6 separate regions of the Mus musculus genome follow, and all the other regions are linked to region 2. The links are chromatin contacts, called in public HiChIP or PLAC-seq and promoter capture Hi-C maps. All regions are on one chromosome and are shown on one strand. The core of a region is the stretch at or near the end of the contact, and the rest is flanking DNA. Distances in the headings are between cores, read along the strand shown.

Region 1 (3,165 bases), core at 622-3,121, 940 kb after region 2:
CACATGCATGCTCTGCCTGAGAAGGCCAGAAGAGGGCGTCAGATCCCCTGGAACTGGGGTTCCAGAGGTTGTGACCCATCATGTGGATACTGGGAATCGAACCTAGATCCTTTGCAAGAGCAGCTGGTGGGTGCTCTTAACTACGGAGCCATCTCTCCAGCCCGCTTCCTTTTTTGGGGGGGAGGGGTTCAAGACAGGGTTTCTCTGTATGGCCCTGGCTGTCCTGGAACTCACTCTAGACCAGGCTGGCCTCGAACTCAGAAATCCGCCTGCCTCTGCCTCCCGAGTGCTGGGATTAAAGGCGTGCGCCACCACGCCAGGCTATCCAGCCGGTTTCCTTACCGTTACCTCCTACCTGGTAGGCAAGTCCTCTACCTCTGAGCTACCCCTCTAGCTGCCTACTTCCGTCTTGATGTCAGACCATCATGCATCTAACATGAACCGATTCTCTTTGACGTTCGCACAAGCTTGTGTCCATAAGCATACACCGTGTGGAGGTCATAGAACATGTCCCTCTTGAAATCAGAGCATCTGTGCTTGCCTCTGCACCCGTCCCTTACTGGAGAGAGGCTATTATCCACCCTCTAGGGAAGAAATGGGGAGAGTCATTAGACCCTCACCTGAGATTACAGTTGCTCCCGCCTCTCCTCCTGTGCAGACCTCCAACAGCACCTGGCCCCGGGAGATGCTAGAGAATATAAAGGGGTGGGTAAACGAAGGAGACACTCCTTCTGGCAGGTCACTGTCCATGCTGGAGATGAGTAAGCCCAATAAACCCATTGGTTCACCAAGCTGGGCTTGGATGTTTTTGATCTGTTGTCGGCGCCCTATTTTGGGTGAATAGGCATTTGTTCATGTCTCCTCAGGAAGTCAGTCAAGAGTGGGGCTTAAAAAGACACGCAAACTGTGCATGATACTGTCTCCTGCAGCTTGCTGTCTTACGCTACATGTTTTTGTTTTCCTTTTCCTGTGGGGGTACAAATAGATCTAACAGTCCTTTTAACTATTGTGTACTATTCCACTTCGTCTCGCTCCAGTTGCTACTACTAACAAATAAATGGAAGAGCGCTTAGCAGTATCAGAGGTGGTCATCTCATTAGAACGCTCATTGAGTTTATTTGTCCGGTCCTGGGGACTGTTTGTGAGTGCCCAGCCTAGAAATATGGCAATAATTTATTGAGGGCTGAAAATCGACCCAGTTGACAAAGAGCTTTGAATTCTTAGTGAATTTGACATCTCAACCCTTTGGCTGCCGGCAGAAACATGCATGCAGACAGCCACTGGTGAACATCCGAGTCTGAGTTCACCGGCCCCCCACATCCAAGGCCACCGGGTGAGCGAGCCCTTGAAATACCCTTTTTTTTCTCCGTTGTTACCCAACTGGGAGACTAAATATTTTAAGGCTCCAGCAAAGTAAACCGTCAAAAAGGGGAAGAATGTTTGGTCAGTCTTGTGGAGAGACCTAGAACTTCGCTGGGCTGTTCAGAGTGAGTGATGCATTTTAGGGCGAGCCTGCAGCAGTGGTCAGAGGGGTGGTGGCTGCGGAAGGGTTTCCCCATAATGGGCGTTGCCCCGAAATCCAGGGAGGGAACCGCCAGACGGCTCCTGGGTTTTCCCCCGTCGCCTTTGGGGGAACTTCTCCACGCTCAGGGACAAAGCGGCGTGGAGCATCTCGCAGGAACCGAGACCCACTCCCAAACTTGCGGCCTGTTCGCCCCTGCGCGAGTCGGGCCTCGCTTCCTGTCGCCTCCTTCCCCCCACCCCCCCTCCCGCCTCCACCTCCGCCCCGCCGCTACTTAAGTCTCCGCGGGACCCGGCGCGCGCGGCCGAGGCTGCGGCGGGCACGCGCGCTCCACGCCGGGTCCTTGGCCAATCAGCAAGGAGCCCGAGGCGCCGCCGCGCCGCGCGCGAGCCGAAGCCCGGGCGGCTCCTCCCGTGGAGAGCCGAACCGGACCGAGCCGAGCCGAGCCAAGCCGAGCCAAGCCGAGCCGGGGGCGCAGAGCGCGGGAGGCGGCGGCGCGGAGCCCAGGTGAGCTGGCCCGAGGCGGGCCGGGCTGAGTCGGGGGTGGGTGGGGGAGGGACGCAACCTCCCCGTGGGTCTTTGGGTCCCGGACGCGCGCGGGAGCCGGCAGACACAGCCCAGAGGCGGGCCCCGAGGGGACCCCACGTGCGCCGCCCCGCGCCCCGCCACGTGGAGGGCTGCGCCCCCTTTCCCCCTGGCCTCCGGAGCCGGGCGGCGCTTGGGGTCCGGCGGCAGGAGCCGGCCAGGAGTTCCGCACCAAGGTCCGCCGGCCAGGGCGGTCCCGGATCCCAGCGATGGCCTAGGCCACCCCTGGCGCTTGACAGGTGCGGAACCTGAGCGCGCGGGAGCGTCCCACCTCCGCAGGCTGCCAGGCACGGGGAGGACCCTGGTCCTAGGGGCTTGGACCCGAGTCTGCCCTCTGATCACCCCGACCTCACAGGCCGACTTGATCCTTTTGACCTAAATTTACCTCTGGGCTGCAGCGCGCGATGCATAAAGAGTGCCTGCCGGCTCCCTCTGGCACAGCCCTGGGGTGGTGGTGCCCCGCTATCACCGGGGCTATGCCAGGGTTCTCCCCACCCCCTGAATGCCCAGTTTGGGAAACGGGGTGTTTTCACAGCTCTGTCAGCCTCCTCCCCGGCTGCTCTCACTTGGAGATGAAGAGGTGGCACTTTGCAGGGGGATGGAGCAGGGGGTGGAGGACATCTCAGGTGCCATGGGCAAACAGCCTCCTGATCTGGGGGTGGGTGGGTCATGCTCCGCATTCATTACCCTAGATGCAACTTTTACCTTCCTCAACCTCCTCTGTGATGTTCCCCCAGTCCTGGAGTAGAAACTTCAGGTGCCCTGGGGCATTAATGATGTCTTTTACTCCTCCTCCTGACTCTGCCCCCACAGGACCTAGAGGAGGATTGCTCTGCCTCCCCACAGCTCCTTTGTTCTTTGGAAGTGGCAGGGGCTGCCGCTGTTCCCAAACCCACAGAAACTGCGGTTTCAGAATAGATCGTGCTATCAGTGTACAGAAGCAGCTTCAGTTTGCCCGATCCCCCTCCTTGTACACTCTACTGCTGTACACTTCATCAAAAATGTCATATGCCGGGCCATGGTGGCATACACTTTTAATCCCAGCACTCGGGAGGCAG
Region 2 (3,092 bases), core at 288-2,787:
GGACTTTGGGGAACAATTTAATATCCAGACTGGTATACTTTTGAAAGTTGAACCAGGAATTTTTTTGAGGTCAGGGAACAAGAACAATGGTAGCTGAGCTAGTTCTTAGCTTATGTGGCTTTCTTGCTAAGGCTGGATGGGTCATCAAGTGATAATTACTTGTATCTATTTTTACCTTTATCTTCCTGATATAATTTGATAAAAAAAAATCAGTGAGTGGGTGTACAACTGAGGATTTAAAGTAGGAAGGTGGTGGTAGCTTAAGTCTTTAAACCCAGGACCTGGGAGGCAGAGGCTGGTGAGTTTGAGGACAGCCTGGTCTACAGAGCTAGTTCCAGGACAACCATGGGTACACAGAAGTTCCAGGTCAACCACGGGTACACAGAAAAACCTTGCCTCTGTGTGCATGCGTGCACACACACACAGACACCATACACACACACAAGCTTAGATTTCTGATTCTAAATACTCTTTTATAAGATTATTTTAAAAGATAAATAATTGATCTTTTCATTATAACTGCAAATTGTAGCCTGGTAGTACAAGAACTGGCTGAGAAAAAGTAGCTTGCTTGCTTACACTTAATCTATTATAATTTATTTAATTTTTTTTTTCACTTATAATACCTAAGACTTTCAATCTTGTAAAAGGTATGGTGTAACATGCTGGGTTTGGGGGGGGGGGTTGTTTGTTTTGTTTTTGGGGTTTTTTTTTTGCTTGTGTATTTATTATAATCATTCACTTACAAAATGTAGCCACATTGTAATCTTTGTACTACTTGGGAGATTTTGCTGGAAGATATAAGTTATGGGAGAAGTAATAAAGTTGTTGACGCTTGTTGAAGCCTTGCTTCACCGTGTGTGTGTGTGTGTGTGTGTGTGTGTGTGTGTGTGTGTGTGTGTGTTTGTGTCTGTCTGTCTGATTTACATTAATATCATCAACCCCTCCTTGGATCACTAAACGCGCTACAGGAGCTGGCCTCCAACAGAGACCATAACTAACCTGACATTATTTGTTACAGGTTATAATTTCCGGTGATTTTAACATGTGATGACGAAAATATCCATTCAAATCCAGCGGCATATGAAAGTAGAAACATAATAAAGGGTTTTCTGGTTTTTCTGTTTGTTTCGTCCCTGATAGGAGTTCATGAGAGTAGGCAGTGGAATAACTTCATTTTTCATTCATTTACAAATGAAACAAGCAAAATAAAGTGGCTTGTGTCTGAGAGCACATTTATCTACGGCAAAGGTAGAGTTCCTGTCTTCTCTTTTCGACGCTGGGGAACCGCACCACATTTTGTCAAAGCCATGTATCCGGCTTTGATTCCTTCAGCTTTAAACGCCTAACGGGGACAATCCATATTGTTTTAACTCATTCAGAACCGTTTTTTTAAAAAGAGCAATCCCAGTGTGCAACGCAAACAATGAGTCCCGTCGCTTAGAAACTACATATCCCAGAATGCCACGCTCTGTGGCCCATTCGGAAAGAGGCATGAGGGCGGCCTTGGCATTCTGGGAGTTGTAGTCTCCGTCCAGGACCCGCCCCTAGACGGCTTTGGAGGCCTGTGTGTGGAGAAAAGCCTCCAGGGAGAGCGGCTCTGGCCTCCAACCTTCGCCCCCTGCCCTCCAAGCTTTCCCACAGCCCAAGATGGCGGCCGGTGTGGATTTTGGCGACCTAGAGCTCTTCGAGGCGTTTGACCCACCAGAGGAGTCGACGCCGAAGCCCGTTCACACCCGGTTCAAGGACGACGAGGAGGAAGAGGACGACGACGACGACGAGAACGGGGTGGGCGATGCGGAGCTGCAGGAGCAGCTCCGGCGCTGCGAGGCCACCATCGAGCAGCTCCGCGCCGAGAATATCCTTCCGGCGCGATGGGCCGGGTGTCACTTGGCACTCGGGGTCTGGGTGGCGGCGGGCGGGGGACACGGCGGAATTTCCAAGAAGATTAGCATTCGAAGTCCTTCCTCCCGCGACCTGGCGGGCGGGCGGGAGTCTCGGTCCGGTTGCAGAAGCTGCATCCGCGGCCCGCGCGCGATCCCTTCCCCGCGAGCGTCCTCCAGTGCACACCACCCTGGCCCCCCAACTCAAAGCTGCTCTCAACTGTTGTGACACTGGAGACACTTCTCTCCCGGTCTTGGAGGTCACCGTGTTTTCTAACTTTGCGTGCCAAGCTCGAGAAGAGACGAGTCGTAGTGTAGTTGTGCGTTTGAAGGTGCGGGGCGTCGCAGCCGGGGAGTGGGATGATTTGTGGAGGGACGAAAGCTACGAGTGCCCACTGTGATGGAGAATCGGGGCGCGGGGGGGACGACCTTAAAGATTTAGCATGCGAAGAGACTTGCTAAATTGTCCAGATCGTTTTGATTTCTTGAGCTAACTTGCCTCCCGGTGCTCCGGGAAAAACGCGCCAAAATTCCCTTTGACTTTATTAACGTGATTATAACGTTTGTGGGTTTGCTAGTATGTTAATTTCCCGTTCTTAGGTAGTTTTGGTTCAGGTAACTTTCCTTTTGGAACTTAGCCTGAACCCTGAGCATGGTTGTTATGTCAACTTTTGAAGTTCAAGTCTGATTTTTTTTTCATGAAACCATTTTCCGTGACACACTTTATTATGAAAATTTATAAAATACTAGAGAGTTGAAAGGATTGTGTATTTCATATCCGTAGGGGTTCTCTCACATTCTTGCAAACATTTTGCTATATTAACTTTATCATTTATCTTTATGCTTTGACGTGGAAATTTTTCTTAATTGCTTCAACTTGTTCCGGGAACACCGCGGTCTAACTGAAATTTTTGGTTCATCTCTTAGACTGTTTCTGAACTCCAGGACCATGTCTTAGAATATATGTTCAAAGAGATGAAGACCTTATTTAATGTTCAGGTCCAGTTGTCCTGCCCTCGGCAAAACATGTACCCAGTGTTTTTCCTTCAAAGTACTGATTACGGGGCCTTCCTTTACATTTATGTCATTTGGATAACAAAAGTGAAAGTTTTAGTGGTTGGTTGTTATGTCCTGAGGACTGATATTCCTTAACCAGTAATAACATCAAGAACTTAAAAGAAAGTTGAACATTCTGACAAGACCCAGGTA
Region 3 (3,509 bases), core at 277-2,776, 870 kb after region 2:
GCATGCAGTGCAAGCTGGACTCAAACTTACTACAAAGCCAAGAATACCTGTGAAAAACTAATTGTCTTGACTCCAGCCTCCAGCTCCCAAATGCCTGAGATCACAGGTACGCAACACTGAAGGTATGGTTATTTTTCTTGCTTGAGAGTTTTTTACACACACACACACACACCTTACATTATTGCAGTTTGTAATGTGGCTACTTGAGATCTATCTCTCAGGGGATTGTTGTTGGTTGGTTTTCCACGAAAACACTTGCTTGGCCTCAAACATGCAGCAATCCTCCACCTCTACCTCCTAAACGCTGATCACGGGCTTGTGCCACCATGCTTAAGGGGCTCTTTTCTTTTAACTGGCAAACTCTTTCTTAAACAGGGTGATTATATTTTGAATTACCTCTACCCCATCTTGACTAAGGCAGTGAAGGTGCTGGGCAAAACACTTGCTGAATTTCTCTATCCACTTGACCCTCTCTTCAATCGTCCACAGTAAATCTTTGACACTCTGTGCAAGGTCGTCAATCTAGCAGCCCAAAGCCAACACACTTACTTCTTCCACGAGATGGATACAACACCGTGAGGGAAGACATCACCACCTTCTGACTCACGCCATTTGACTTGATTTTGGGCAAATGAATCAATGCCTGAATTGACTGCTGTACACAGCCTCTTTAGAACTCTCTGCGATGGGGTTGAGAAAATTCATCTCCCCTAAGTAGGCCAAAATCACACACACACACACACACACACCACATACACACACACAAAACCTGCCCTTTTCTGAAACTTCTATCAGTGATTCTCCCACGCTCTCACTCCCACCTGGGAGCAAGGCTGCCAAATTACTTGCTGCGTACCTAGTGGCGATGTAGACACGTCTAGCGCTCTAGGTCACGGCCACAACATTTAAACCCACGGGAAGGACTCCTTGAAGGAGGACACCCCCAACCCCCCATGGGCCACTCAGGTCCTAGCCTCATCATACCACGCAGCGCTCTCTATGCCTTCTGTCTCGTGATGCACCCCCCGAAGTCTGGGTTAGCTCAAGGACTCGGGGGAGGCAGAGGGCACAGCCATGGCCAGAGACACCGAGGCTCTTGCGGCTTAAAAAAAAGCTCGGGACCCCGAGAAGAGCACAGGGCCCTGGGAACAGGGCCCAGCGGGCTGAGACCGCAGGGCCACTAGCCGCCTCCTCGGCCAGGACGCCGGAGGGCGCTGTGGGAGCTCGGGAGGGTCTGCTGCCTGGCCTCTCCGGCTGGAACCGGTCGGGGCCCCACACACACTTCGGGCCGGGCGCCCCGCTACGTGGTGGTCTCTCACGAAGCCCCTCTGGGTAACCGCTGAGACGGAAAACAGGAAGCGCTCTGGGCGTACGGGAGAGGCAAGGAGAGCCTCCCGGCTCCACCAGCCCCTCACCTTCATGGCCGCGACCGCCTCGGCTCGGTCGGCTCTACCGGGGAACTCAGCACCATAGCAGCCTCCTCACACAACGGATCTTCCTTCCTTCTAAGGCGGCGAATGCGGCGCCTCCCGAGACCCACTGAGCGTCCCTACGTAAGGGGGCATGGCCACGCTCGGCTCACGCCCCGGGAAGACGCCGAGCGGCGGGCGGAGCCCACCAATCCGAAGCGGGTCTTCGGGGGGCCCGATCACCAAAGCCAATGAAATGGTGAAGAAGGGGCGGGGTTTCGGGCGCAGTCTTGCGAGCGAAGGGGAGAGGGGAGGGGCGGAGGGAAACGGGGCGGGGCGAAGAGGGGCGGGGCGGGGCGTGACGCGACGTGACGCCCGGTCTGTCGGAGAGAAAGCCGCTCAGGCTGAATTGGCTTCCTATTTTGGGTGGATAGCTTCCCTCGGCCCGAGGCAGAAAAAGAGCTGTGGTGAAGTAGGAAACACTGTTGGTTTGAAGCTTTTATTCTAACCTGCGGAGCAGGGCCTCTCTCGGGCTTAACCCATTCTCCGAATGTTCTAGATCTCATCACCAGGAGAACCTCGGATCTCCTCAAGGAAGAGGGGCAGCACGATCTAGGGCGAGCCATTTAGAAGATGTACTGAGAACGGCTGAAGAACCAAAGGCTGTCCAATTCCAATTCTTTGTCGTTCGGTTCGTATGTGTGTGTGTGCGGTTTTCTTTTTAGACAAGATTTTTTCCTGGCTGTGCTGGCCAGAGAACTCCCAGTTTACACCAGGCTGGCTTGGAACTCAGAGAAATCATGCCTGCCTCTCTGCCTTCCGAGTGCTTGAGATTAAAGATGTGTTCCACCACAACTGCGTCCAATTGATGTAATGTTCAAATTTACCCAAGTACTAACTAACCCTTTCAAAGAATTCACATGATCCCTTCAAACTGACGTCGGGGCAGAAAAACAAGTGGCAAAAGATGGTATAAATTTCTTCAGCCTTGCTGGATTAAGGCTTTAATTAGTTGGTTTTCCTACATTTCTTTCTCTCACTTCAAAATAATATTTGAGGTCGGGCGTGGTGGCACACACCTTTAGTCCCAGCACTTGGGAGGCAGAGGTAGGCGGATTTCTGAGTTCGAGGCCAGCCTGGTCTACAAAGTGAGCTCCAGGACAGCCAGGGCTATACAGAGAAACCCTGTCTTAAAAAATAATAAAATAATAATAATAATTGAAATTTTAGAGCTCAAGATGTTACTTCTTCCTTAGCGAAGACCCAGACAACTCCTATTCTTATAATAATAATAATACTTTAAAATTCTTTGTATCTGGTTTTGCCTGCATGTGTATCTGTGCACCACATGTGTACAGTGATCAGGGAAGTCAGATGAGGATGTTGGATGCCCTGCAACTGAATTACAGTTGTGAACCACTATGTGAGTGTTAGAAACCAAACCCAAGTCCTCTGTAAGAACAGCAAGTGCTCTTAACCGCTGAGCCAGCCCCTGTTCTATTCTTTTTCAACATCTGCTTAGATGAACTTTTTGACAGAACACGAATACAGCTGGGTGCAGTGGCACAGGCCTTTAAACCCAGGATGGCAGAGGCAGGTGAATGTCTCTGAATTCCAGACCAGCCACTTTACATCGTCAGACCCTGGCTCAAAACAAAACAAACCATAGCATGCTATGTCCTTGGACTATGTCAAGCCTATTTTTCTTCAGGCTCTATTGAGATAATGTAATATCTTGTCTGGCACTCAGGAGGCAAGAGGCAGTGGGTCTCTGTGAGTTCAAGAACAGCCTGCCTACTGAGAAAGCTCCAGGACAACCAGGGCTTACACAGAGGACAAGAAGAAAAACTATTAGACAGTAATTTTTCTGCTCATCATCTAGGCAAAGAAATTAAAAGCCATTTGCTGGTGGGGCTAAAGATATGTTTCCCATCAACCACATGCCTGCTGTATGAAGACCAGGATCTGAGTTCCCTCCTTGGCACCTATGTAAAAATCAGGTTTGGTGGTATTCATCAGTAATTCTAGTACTCTGTGGGTAGAAGCAGGAGGATAGCTGAGTTTACTGGCCAATTTAGCATAATTGGAGAGCTCCAGGCT
Region 4 (3,309 bases), core at 28-2,527, 710 kb after region 2:
AAGCCTGAAGGTATTCCTAGAGTTAAGGTCTGGTGCCTAACCTGCAGCCTCCAGGGGCGCCTCCTGCAGAGGCTTCGTACCACCTTCTTGGGACTTGAGGGGAGGAAAATATGCCTACCTCTTCATCAAGCAAGAGCCCTTTCAAGGGGAACATGTCCCACCCTCCTCCCCCACACCCAGTGACTCAGAGGCAAGTTTCTAGAGAAGAAAATGAGGGTGGGGAGTGGCACTCAACCCCTAGGCTGAGGCTCTTGGAAAATGCGGTGGGGTGGGGAGTGTAAAAGGGAGTAAGAGTTAGTGGAGTATGGGGAGGTGGAACGTATTGGGAAATCCCCTCCAATATTTGATAAAGTCTTGTTAATACCTTCCGGCCTTAGGTGTGCGAGAAGGCGCGGCCACAATGTAGCTCATCTTCATCTCCTGACACCTGTCCTCAGTGGGCTGGACCTTTTGCATCCTTCTTGTCCCCCTGATTACATGCAGGGCAGACTTCTTACATAGCAACTTCATGAAAGCAACATTCTTTGTAACCCTAACCTCTTTGCCGCGACAAGGTGCCCGTCTAAAAACACCTGCGCGTGGGTATCTCTATCTCTGGTCGTCCACCTCGCCCTCACAGCTCAGCAGCCTCTGGCTCCCCTCCGGCGCCTAGGACAGCTTTCCCCAGCTCTTCCCCTCACCCCAGGCACGCCCAGCCCGCTCCCAACTGTGGGCCCCGTCGGGGCTGCGGGCGGGAGCGGCCGAAGCAGGAAGAGGGGAGGAGGGCAGGGAGGCCCGAGCTCACCATGGCGAAGCCGGAGAGCAGAGCCGAGGTCCGGCTGGAAGCTTTGAGCTTGGCGCGGCTTAAGTAGAGCTTGCGCCAGGACAGCGCCTGCATCGAGTGCTCGTTGAGGCTCATCACCTCGGAGTAACTCTGGCCGATCCAGTCCGGGTAGCTGACGGCGGGTGGCGGCGGCGGCAGCGGTGGGGCCCCCGAGGGCTCCCCGTCCCCGCTGCGGCGGCGGCTCCGGCGGCTGCCGCTAGTGCTGCTGCCGCCGCTCACGGGAAGCTCCGGATTGCTGTGACTCGGGGGCGGGGCAGGCTCCGGATGCATGGAGTACGCTGCGAAGGCGCGGCTGGCGGCGAGCGCCTGAGAAGGCTGCGGCCCCGGGGCCGGGCCGGGCCGCGCCGCACCTCCGCCGGCCTCCCACTCGAGCCGGTCTCCCGCAGCCGGACGCACCGGATCCGAAGGCCGAGGCACTGGCTGCAGAACCGCTCCGCAAGTTCCAAGCGGCCGCGACCGGAGCCTGCGTGCCGACCGGCGTCCGGTCCCAAGCCGGCACCTCCGCGAGCTCCACGATTGGCCGGCGACCCGAGGTTATTTGCATACGCCACACCCACGAACACACCCCGCCCACAAGGCGGTGGGCGGTGTCCGTGCGAGTGACGTACCCCGCACCGCCTCCGACGGCTCCGCCCCCAGCCCCTGGCTCGCCTTCCTGGAAGCGCCCCACGCTGTCAGGCCTCGCTTCTCTTTGCAGCTGCTCCTGTGGCTTTGCTCCCGGAGCTCTTGACTTAGGCCATCCGAGGTCACCTCTGGGCGCCTCCTGAGGCCTATTTCCTCCTTGGAACAAGGTGGCAAAAGGTCTGTTGGAAAAAAGAGCAAGCGGAGGGCTACTAGAGTTCAGTGAGCGGTTATTGAGCGTCTATTGGGTGCCAACACGGTCCCAGGCACCGAGGGCAGGGTGTAGGCTTGTGATTGAGACGGACAAAGTCGATCCCGAAGATGTTATGCGTGCCTGGAGTCCCAGCATAGAGGAGACTGGAAAACAATGAGTTTGAAGGAGGAGTGAGCCCTTGCCTCGAAACACAAGAGGGACAAAATTCCCTGCACCCTTGCAGCCAACACTCTTGTAGAAAAGACACACAAACATCGAGTCAATTATAGTTCAGGAGACTGTAAATGTGTACAGAAAAAAAAAAGATAAAAAAAGGTGGATAGTAACAGGGTTTTTATTTTAATTTTAGAATGCTAGCCCCCGTTTGTATTTATTTATTTTTGAGACTACATAGCTCTGCCTGGTTTGAAACTTGTTATATAGACCAGGCTGGCTTCGAACTCACAAAGAGCCATCTGCCCAAGCCTCTGGACTACTGCCATTAGCATGTGCCTGCCATTAGCCTGTGCCTGCCATTCCCAGACCCCTCCGTAGCGTTTTCTATTCTGCAGGAGGCAGACTAAAAAGGTTCACACCTTGGGAGTCTCATCTGAGCTGAGACCTGGGCCAGCAAGATAGGCGCCAGGACCTAAGGGAAGAGGAAAATAGGGAGGTTCAGGGTGGGGCTCAGGAGATACCGGTAAGGTAGGGAGGGCACTGGGCTAAGGAACTTTAGGACACGTTAAGAGCAGTCTCACCGCTTTAACCCCCAGCCTTCAGAATGTTTCTTGGCACATACTCCACATTGAAGAAATGCTTGTTGACTGAATACATGTGGGAAAAACAAGAACAAATGATAAATTTAGATCCCAGTCAAATAAATCCTAAGCATGTGGTGTGGCACTCCAGGTCTAACAGTGTGAGAGTTAAACTCTTGTACAACCGCTAGAGGGCAGCCCTTCACTCAACCACATGGCACAAAAGAGAGGCCTCCTGTGGAGTTTCTGAGATTCCCCTAGCTGCTGCCTTCCCAGGTTTACAAAGATTGAGAACTTGGGGCTGGCATGGTGGCACAAGCCTTTAATCCCAGCGCTTGGGAGACAGAGGCAGGGCAAGAGGATCTCTGAGTTCTAGGCCAGCTACATAAAAGACTTTGTCTCCCTGGGCAGTGGTAGCGCATGCCTTTAATCCCAGTACTTGGGAGGCAGAGGCAGAGGCAGGTAGATTTCTGAGTTCGAGGCCAGCCTGGTCTACAGAGTGAGTTCCAGGACAGCCAGGGCTATACAAAGAAACCCTGTCTCGAAAAACAAAACAAAACCAAAACAAACAAACAAACAAACAAAAATGTCTCCAGAACATAAAATGACAACGAAAAGATTGAGCCCTTGGAATTTGAAATCTCACCCCATTAGGTTTGTTTCCTACATGGGCTTTGTGCTTATTATTCCTGATTATCATTTACACCTGTGCTCAACTATCCTAAAGACCTTTCCTTTTGCCTACATAGCCCCACGTATGGTCTTGTCTGGTCACCCTGATATCTTCCCTTGCATAGCTCTGATTGTAATAGCATCTGTGTTAGGTTTTTGGGTTTTTGTTGTTGTTGTTGTTGTTGTTGTTGTTTGTCAGCTTGACATGAACTAGAGCCATTGGAGAGGAGGGAAGCTCAATG
Region 5 (3,390 bases), core at 842-3,341, 900 kb after region 2:
ATAAAAAACAACTCAAACAACCCAACAAGCCCCCCCACCCCTACATAAATAGTTACGTGGTCTCTGATGTAGGTGCTGCGGCACAAACTCTGGTTCTCTGGAAAAGCAGCTTAGCCACTGAGTAATCTCTTAGGACAAATATCACTTATTAAACAAACAGGACTGACAGAAGAAAACAGGCCCAATTTGTGTTTGTATGCAGCAGAAGTTGAATAGTACATATCTTTTTTTGTTTCAAGAGCTATGAAAACGGGGGCTGGAGAGATTAAGAGCACTGACTACTCTTCTGAAGGTCCTGAGTTCAATTCTCAGCAACCACATGGTGGCTCACAACCATCCGTAATGAGATCTAACACCCTCTTCTGGTGTGTCTGAAGACAGCTACAATGTACTTACATATAACAATAAATAAATCTTGGGGCCAGAGTGAGCAGGGCCAGAGCAAGCAGAGGTCCTGAGCTCAATTCCCAGCAACCACATGATGGCTCACAACTATCTGTACAGCTACAGTGTACTCATATACATACATAAATAAATAAATCTTTTAAAAAACTTTAAAAAATAAAGAGCTATGAAAACTACTGAGAATGACTAATCACTGATAATATTTTTATTTTAAAATACTTATTTATTTTTATTTTATTTGTACGAGTACTTTGCCTGCATATATATCTCTGTACCACATGGCTGTCTGGTGCCCGCAGAAGCCAGAAGATACTGATGGACCATGTGGGTTCTGGGAACCAAACCCAATTTCTCTGCAAGAACAGCAAGTGCTCTAGTGCTCTTAACAACCGGGCTGTTTCTTCAGCCCTGATAATAATACTTTAAGCTCTAGAGAACTAAGTGTCTTGAGAAATACAGATAAGTAGAAGGGGCATTGTGAAAAGTCAGACTGAAAATACTGTAGACCGGGGGTTGGTTTTAAGAGCTTCATTTACCTGATGTTGGACTTTGTAGTGACTTAGGTGGGATACAGATATCCATTCACAAGAAGGTGGTCTTACCTTTTGTTTCACTATGGGTATCGCACTTGCAAACTGACACGTAGCTGCCTACAAATGGCATTTGTGAGATGTTGAAGAAAAACATGGGCTCTTGTCCTTACAAAAGGAGAATAAGGACAGGCATGGTGGCTCCCTACTGCTAGTAGGGAGGCAGAGGCAGGTTCTACAAAGGGCTGCATGGTGACACCTTGTATCAAAAAAATTTAATATGAGTGAAAAAAATGCTTTTTGTTTTTGTTTTTCTAGACAGGGTTTCTCTGTGTAGCCCTGGCTGTCCTGGAACTCACTCTGTAGACCAAGCTGGCCTTGAACTCAGAAAAGAAATCTGTCTGTCTCTGCCTCCCACGTTCTGGGATTAAAGTCGTGTGCCATCATTGCCTAGCGAAAAAAAAGTTTTTTGAGGCAGGGTCTTCTTAACTATGCAGACCTAGCTGGCCTGGAACTGGCTTTATAGACCAGGTTGGCCTCGAATTTATGGAGATGTGCTTGCCACTGCCTGTGCCTCCAGGTTGCTGGAGTAAGAGGCAGGGAGCTATCACATCTAGTATGCAAATATAATTTAAACATGCCAATTTAATCCCATTGCTTTTAAATACAATGATTTAAAAATGTCTTTTGGGCAGGGTAGATCATTCAAATCATCTCAGCTATTGTCGCGAGTTCAAGGCCAGTTTATGCTACTTAGTAAGTTTTTTTTTTTTTTTCTCCAAAAGGGGAGGAGCATCGCTTCAGCTGAAGGTCTTTGTTAAGAGAGCTTCCCTGGTATACACATATACAGGCGAGGTGTCTTGTTCAATTTCGTGTACCGCTAGAGGCAAAGATGCAATTAAATGGGGGCGAGAAGGAAGATCAAATTAAATAAATACACGCGTGGCCTGTAGTTCACGCTGTCTCTGATCAAAATCCCTGCGTCTTCCTCCCAGATCCCTGTCCACGTCGACTAGGAACCTGGTCGCCTTGGTTGAGCGTTTCTGTAGGGAACCGATTTGCCATAACACCATTTATGTCCCACCCCCTCCCCTACCCCCGCTCACTACAGGTTTGGCTGTTTTGATTGGCTGTCAGTCTTCCTTCTGGTCTTTGATTGGTCGAAGGCACCGCCGGGGTGGGAGAGGGACACTGAGGCCCCCGCTACTGTGGGAAACAGTCTTGGGCGGGTTAAGGTGCCGGGCGGCTGCAGCCATGGCGTAAAGGCGGCTCGTGGGCGCGGCGCGTGGCAGGCCTGGAGAGGGCCTGTCCTTGCCGGCGTCCACGAAGAGCCAGGACTTCAGCCCGATGATGACCAACGGGGTAGTGCACGCCAACTTGTTTGGCATCAAGGACTGGGTGACGCCCTATAAGATCGCCGTCCTGGTGCTGCTCAACGAGATGGGCCGCACGGGCGAGGGCGCCGTCAGCCTCGTGGAGCGGCGGAAGCTCAACCAGCTGCTCCTGCCCCTGCTGCAGGTGAGGGGCGCCCGCTCTTTCCCGCCCATTACCGCACGCGCGCGCGCGCTTCGCGTGGGCCCCGCCCTGAGCTGGAGGGCAGGGAAGGTCCAGCCCCGGGGGAGGGGCCCTGGGGGCGGGGCTTCATCTTGTCACTGAAAAAGAACACTAGCAACTGCATGATATTTCATCCTAAGCTAACCGGCATGGTTTAACTCTTTTCCTATAAATGATAAGTTTTGAGGGTTTTTTTTTTTGTTTTTGTTTTAACATATAGGTTCTTTTAGTTTGGTTTGTTTGTCTTTTTTTGTTTGTTTTTGGGTTTTTTTTGGTTTTTCGAGACAGGGTTTCTCTGTCCTGGAACTCACTTTGTAGTGGTTTGTTTTTCTTTTTTTCTAACTTGTTTATTTATTATATGTAAGTACACTGTAGTTGTCTTCAGACACCCCAGAAGAGGGGGTCAGATTTCATTACAGATGGTTGTGAGTCACCATGTGGTTGCTGGGATTTGAACTCAGGACCTTCAGAAGAGCAGTCAGTGCTCTTAACCGCTGAGCCATCTCACCAACCCGTGGTTTGTTTTTCAAGACAGGGTTTCTTTGTGTTGCCCTGGATGTCTTGGAACTCGCTCTGTAGACCAGGGTGGCCTCCAACTCAAGAGATCCCCCTGCCTTTGTCTCCTGAGTGCTGAGATTAGAGCTGTATACCCAGCCATACAGGCAATCTTAAAATAGTATATGTCAAATACAATTTCCCAAGAAGTCGAGTTGGGTTACCTACATCTAGAGTGGTGTAAACACTGACTTTCTAAAAATGGCCCCAGTGAGTAATTTTAAACCTTGTCTAGAGAAGGCTCTGCTTCTGGGTTAGCCTTCCTTCCCCAGTTCAGAAAACGATGAAATGTGTTTATACTCAGGAGAACTAGAGCACCCACCTTTGTATAGTGCTTCCCGGTGTG
Region 6 (3,156 bases), core at 270-2,769, 580 kb after region 2:
AGGACCCAGGTGGGGACCGGGAGCCCCCAGCTCTGCCGGCATGATACAGTCTCAGTGCCCTCGTTACAGTTTCTCCGAGTGTTATTTTGTTTACAGTGGCCCGGAGGGGACACCCCTCTCCCCCCTCCCCGCCAAAACTTCCCAGTCCTGGACGGCGGGAACTAAGAATCCGGCTGGGCTTGGTCAGGACTGGCGTTATTTTCGAACTCGGGGAAGGAGGGGGGGAGGGACCATAAGACAGAGAGGAGGGGTCCTACCTTGAATTTGGGCACAGACAGCTCCAGCTCCTTGTTTTTGGTCCAGATTCCGACCACCCGGGGATCTTCCACGATCTCCACCGGGCGGTTGCTGGACATCTGTGGGCAGAGACAGGGGGTTCAGTATAGAAGGGCTGGCACCCTCCCCAGGGGCAGGGGCAGACCCCCCCCCCTCAAGGCACCAGTCCCACTCCAGGCTGAGGGGAGGGAGTCCTGGCTGACAGTTGGCCCAGGTAGCTGGAAGAGGGGTCCCCCTCCGTTCGCCTCTTGTCTGGGGGCTCCACCGGGGGTGGGTGGGGGTGGCGGGAAGGCGCGCCGGCTACTCACGGCCAGGCTGAAATGCTGCCCATCGTAGCGGTACAGTTTATGGTGCCCCTTTTTCAGAGCCGGGTCAATCATCAACTTGTAACTTCTCCAATGGTGGTTCCTCCTCTCGCCCGAAGGGCCGGGCTGCGGCGGGGGCTGCTGGTGGTGGTGGTGGGGGTGACTGTTCTCCATGCCGTTAACCCAACCTGAAACCCAAGCAAGTTGTTGTCCTCTCCGACGCTTCTACACATTCGCCCGAGAATCCAATCGGCTGGCCCCCACCCCCCTCCCACCTTACCAGCGCGCCCCGAAAGCTTGTCTCGCTGCCTCTCCCCCCCCCCCCCGCCTCCCGAGGAAAAAAAATCTAAGAATGGAGCGAGAGAATAAACCCTTTCCGGAGGGTTTACGCGCCCGCCCGCTCGGCCACCGTCTCCGGCTGGCAGCGAGGGGCTGCCCGGGGCCCCCGCTGCGGGCTGGCGCGGTCCGGGACGCACGGAGGACGCGGGCTCCGGCCCATGGTGCCGCCAGCCGCCCGGCGTGGCGCTCGGCCCGGCTCGGGAGCGGGGCGCGCGGCAGGGCCTGGCGTCGCCCGCCCGGGCGGGGGCCGGGGGCTCGGGCTGCCCGGCTCCTCTGACCGCGGCCTCTCTCTCTCTCTCTCTCTCTCTCTCTCCTCCCTTCCCTGCGCCGCGCTTACATCCCCGCCGGGCGCCGGCCTCCCTGCGCCGCCAGCCAGTACATGGTGTCCCCCGCGGGAGCCGAGGCCGGGGCGGCCGGACCGGGGGCCGGGATGGGGGGGACGCCGCCTTAGCGGCTGCCGGGCCCCGAGCTGCCGCTGCCCTTGCTGCTGCCGCCGCCGCTGCTGCTGCTGCTGCTGCCCGGGAGGCGGCTGGCGGCGGAGGCTCGGCTCCCAGTAGCCGCACATCCCACAATACACCGCTAAGGAGCCCGACCCGAGTGCTCACCCTCCTCCTCTTCCTCCTCCTCCTCCTCTTCCTCCTCCCCTCGCCTTCCTCGCCGCTTCCCCAGGCACTCTCCCGGCGGCGGCAGCTGCGCCGCCAAAGCCCCGGGCCCCAGCGGCCCCCCACCCCTCACTCGCGCGCTCCCACACTGCCTCCCCCCCCTTCCCCGGGGGGAAGGCCTTTTAATTTATTTATTCTGCTGGGACTGAGGTGGGGGGCTTGGCTGACGGGGGAGAGGGGGGTCTCCACGGCTTCTATCTCCCCCGCGGCTGGGGCTACCCTTCCAGCTACGGAAGACTCCACGGTGTGCGCCCCCAGGGCCTCCCAAACTGTTTCCAAACTGCCCAGGCCGGTGGTGGACGCGTGGAGTCTCGGCGAAAAGGGCTGGGTTTCGAGTGGGGGGTGATCGTGTGTATGACTACTAGAAGCCTGGAGGGGAGGCAGACGTCGACCCCAAACGAGTTTGCAATCGAGGTATCTCCGATCCCGCTTCCTCTTTGGCCCGCACGCCCCCTCCCTCCCAGGAGCTGTGCTGGGGAAGGGAAACCAAGGTTTGGAACCACACTAGCCTTCACATTCCTGGGAGGATACAACCCTCGCCTGGACGGGGAAGATAGCTCTTTCTCTTTATTTTTTCGTTTTTATTTTTTGCCTTTCTGTTTTTATTTTTGGAGGGGAGCGCCCAGTAATTGTCTTGAACACATGCTTCTCCCTCCCTCCTTCCTCCAGCCACCAGCGACAGAGAGTCCCCTTTTTTGCATTTATCATTTTCCTTCCCCTTTCTTTATTAAAGGTCCGGGAGTGGCGGCGGCCAATCAGCGCTCGGCTTCCATTTTGTGAGTTCAACTCGTAGGCTTCCCCGGCTTTTCGCGTGGATCTGGTTGCAGACGCCCTCGGTCTCTCTTCTCGGGCTGCCGAGGCGAAGCAGCCGCCTCGCCGGGGCTTCGTGGTGGTGTATTTCATATTGGGGCTCTTTTCGGGGTTTGTAATTTGGCCGTGGGTAGGTAATTGGCTGGAGCAGGGCGGCAGGGTGCGGCAGCCAATCAGCGCGCGGCTTCTATAGGGCTTGAGTTATTAGACGCTGATCTCAAAACATCCTTCATCAGACTCCAAGGAGAGGCCAACAGATGAGGGAGCCATTTTTCTGCAATGGAATTAAATGGCCAAGTGGGTTTTTCCTTTGTTGCAAATGGGGAATGCTTTTCCTTTGACTCCACCATCCAGTTCAGGACGCCTGAATGTGTTTAACATTTGCCAAAGGACTCACACTTGGAAGAATGAAGACCTTTTAAAAAGATCTGGATTTTTCCTTATGACTTGGAATCCATCTTTGTCTTGTATAACTAGGTCATAGCACACTATTAATGTCAGCAGTTAACAGTTTTGAATTCAAAAAAACCTAAGTAAATGACATATTTAATTTTTTTCCTTTTTTTTTTTTCTCGGGTGGGTGGGTGGGAGAGCTTGGAGCTGTCTTAATCTGTATTCTCTTGACTGAACAATAAATTTTTAAATATAGTTTCCTCTATTAAACACTTAAGCCTGACCATCTTATTAATTCTATTTTTTAACAAGGTAATGTTTTAAATGTATAGTTGTAGCGAAACGGCAACAATAACAAAAAAACTGTGAGC

The links. Promoter capture Hi-C pulls out the DNA fragments that hold promoters and counts their contacts. HiChIP or PLAC-seq counts read pairs in DNA pulled down with a chosen protein or histone mark.
Region 1: an H3K27ac HiChIP or PLAC-seq map of large pre-B cells shows a contact between it and region 2, with 2.8 times the contacts expected there. The contact joins the promoter of Camkk2 here to the promoter of Zcchc8 in region 2. A contact is called at or near these places in 4 of 39 promoter capture datasets (cranial neural crest, liver, maxillary cranial neural crest and 1 more) and 1 of 115 datasets of contacts at active chromatin or transcription factors (large pre-B cells).
Region 3: a contact with region 2 is called in a promoter capture Hi-C map of pre-B cells, with 7 times the contacts expected there. The contact joins the promoter of Rnf34 here to the promoter of Zcchc8 in region 2. A contact is called at or near these places in 4 of 39 promoter capture datasets (the 3T3-L1 cell line, cranial neural crest, liver and 1 more) and 1 of 115 datasets of contacts at active chromatin or transcription factors (astrocytes).
Region 4: an H3K4me3 HiChIP or PLAC-seq map of bone marrow-derived macrophages shows a contact between it and region 2, with 8 times the contacts expected there. The contact joins the promoter of Orai1 here to the promoter of Zcchc8 in region 2. A contact is called at or near these places in 2 of 39 promoter capture datasets (the C10 cell line and pre-B cells) and 1 of 115 datasets of contacts at active chromatin or transcription factors (bone marrow-derived macrophages).
Region 5: a promoter capture Hi-C map of liver shows a contact between it and region 2, with 3 times the contacts expected there. The contact joins the promoter of Anapc5 here to the promoter of Zcchc8 in region 2. A contact is called at or near these places in 2 of 39 promoter capture datasets (the C10 cell line and liver) and 1 of 115 datasets of contacts at active chromatin or transcription factors (large pre-B cells).
Region 6: a promoter capture Hi-C map of pre-B cells shows a contact between it and region 2, with 2.7 times the contacts expected there. The contact joins the promoter of Setd1b here to the promoter of Zcchc8 in region 2. A contact is called at or near these places in 3 of 39 promoter capture datasets (cranial neural crest, frontonasal cranial neural crest and pre-B cells) and 1 of 115 datasets of contacts at active chromatin or transcription factors (bone marrow-derived dendritic cells).

The regions. Positions count from the first base shown.
Region 1 is chr5:122,778,116-122,781,280 of GRCm38.p6, reverse strand. Camkk2 (calcium/calmodulin-dependent protein kinase kinase 2, beta) reads left to right here and starts at 1,871. Exons shown (of 17, transcript NM_001199676.1): 1 at 1,871-2,029.
Region 2 is chr5:123,719,489-123,722,580 of GRCm38.p6, reverse strand. Zcchc8 (zinc finger, CCHC domain containing 8) reads left to right here and starts at 1,537. Exons shown (of 14, transcript NM_027494.3): 1 at 1,537-1,858; 2 at 3,047-3,089. The coding sequence starts at 1,651.
Region 3 is chr5:122,848,205-122,851,713 of GRCm38.p6, reverse strand. It overlaps Rnf34 (ring finger protein 34), which reads right to left and starts at 1,526. Exons shown (of 6, transcript NM_030564.1): 1 at 1,416-1,526. The coding sequence starts at 1,421. Gm33044 (predicted gene, 33044) reads left to right here and starts at 1,778. Exons shown (of 2, transcript NR_169045.1): 1 at 1,778-1,881; 2 at 1,969-2,264.
Region 4 is chr5:123,013,042-123,016,350 of GRCm38.p6, reverse strand. It overlaps Orai1 (ORAI calcium release-activated calcium modulator 1), which reads right to left and starts at 1,277. Exons shown (of 2, transcript NM_175423.3): 1 at 785-1,277. The coding sequence starts at 1,093. It overlaps Gm2479 (a long non-coding RNA gene), which reads left to right and starts at 1,324. Exons shown (of 3, transcript XR_387710.4): 1 at 1,324-1,624.
Region 5 is chr5:122,820,043-122,823,432 of GRCm38.p6, reverse strand. It overlaps Anapc5 (anaphase-promoting complex subunit 5), which reads left to right and starts at 2,091. Exons shown (of 17, transcript NM_021505.3): 1 at 2,091-2,453. The coding sequence starts at 2,283.
Region 6 is chr5:123,140,556-123,143,711 of GRCm38.p6, reverse strand. Setd1b (SET domain containing 1B) reads right to left here and starts at 1,519. Exons shown (of 17, transcript NM_001040398.2): 1 at 1,258-1,519; 2 at 585-769; 3 at 258-356. The coding sequence starts at 755. It also overlaps a transcript of Rhof not described here.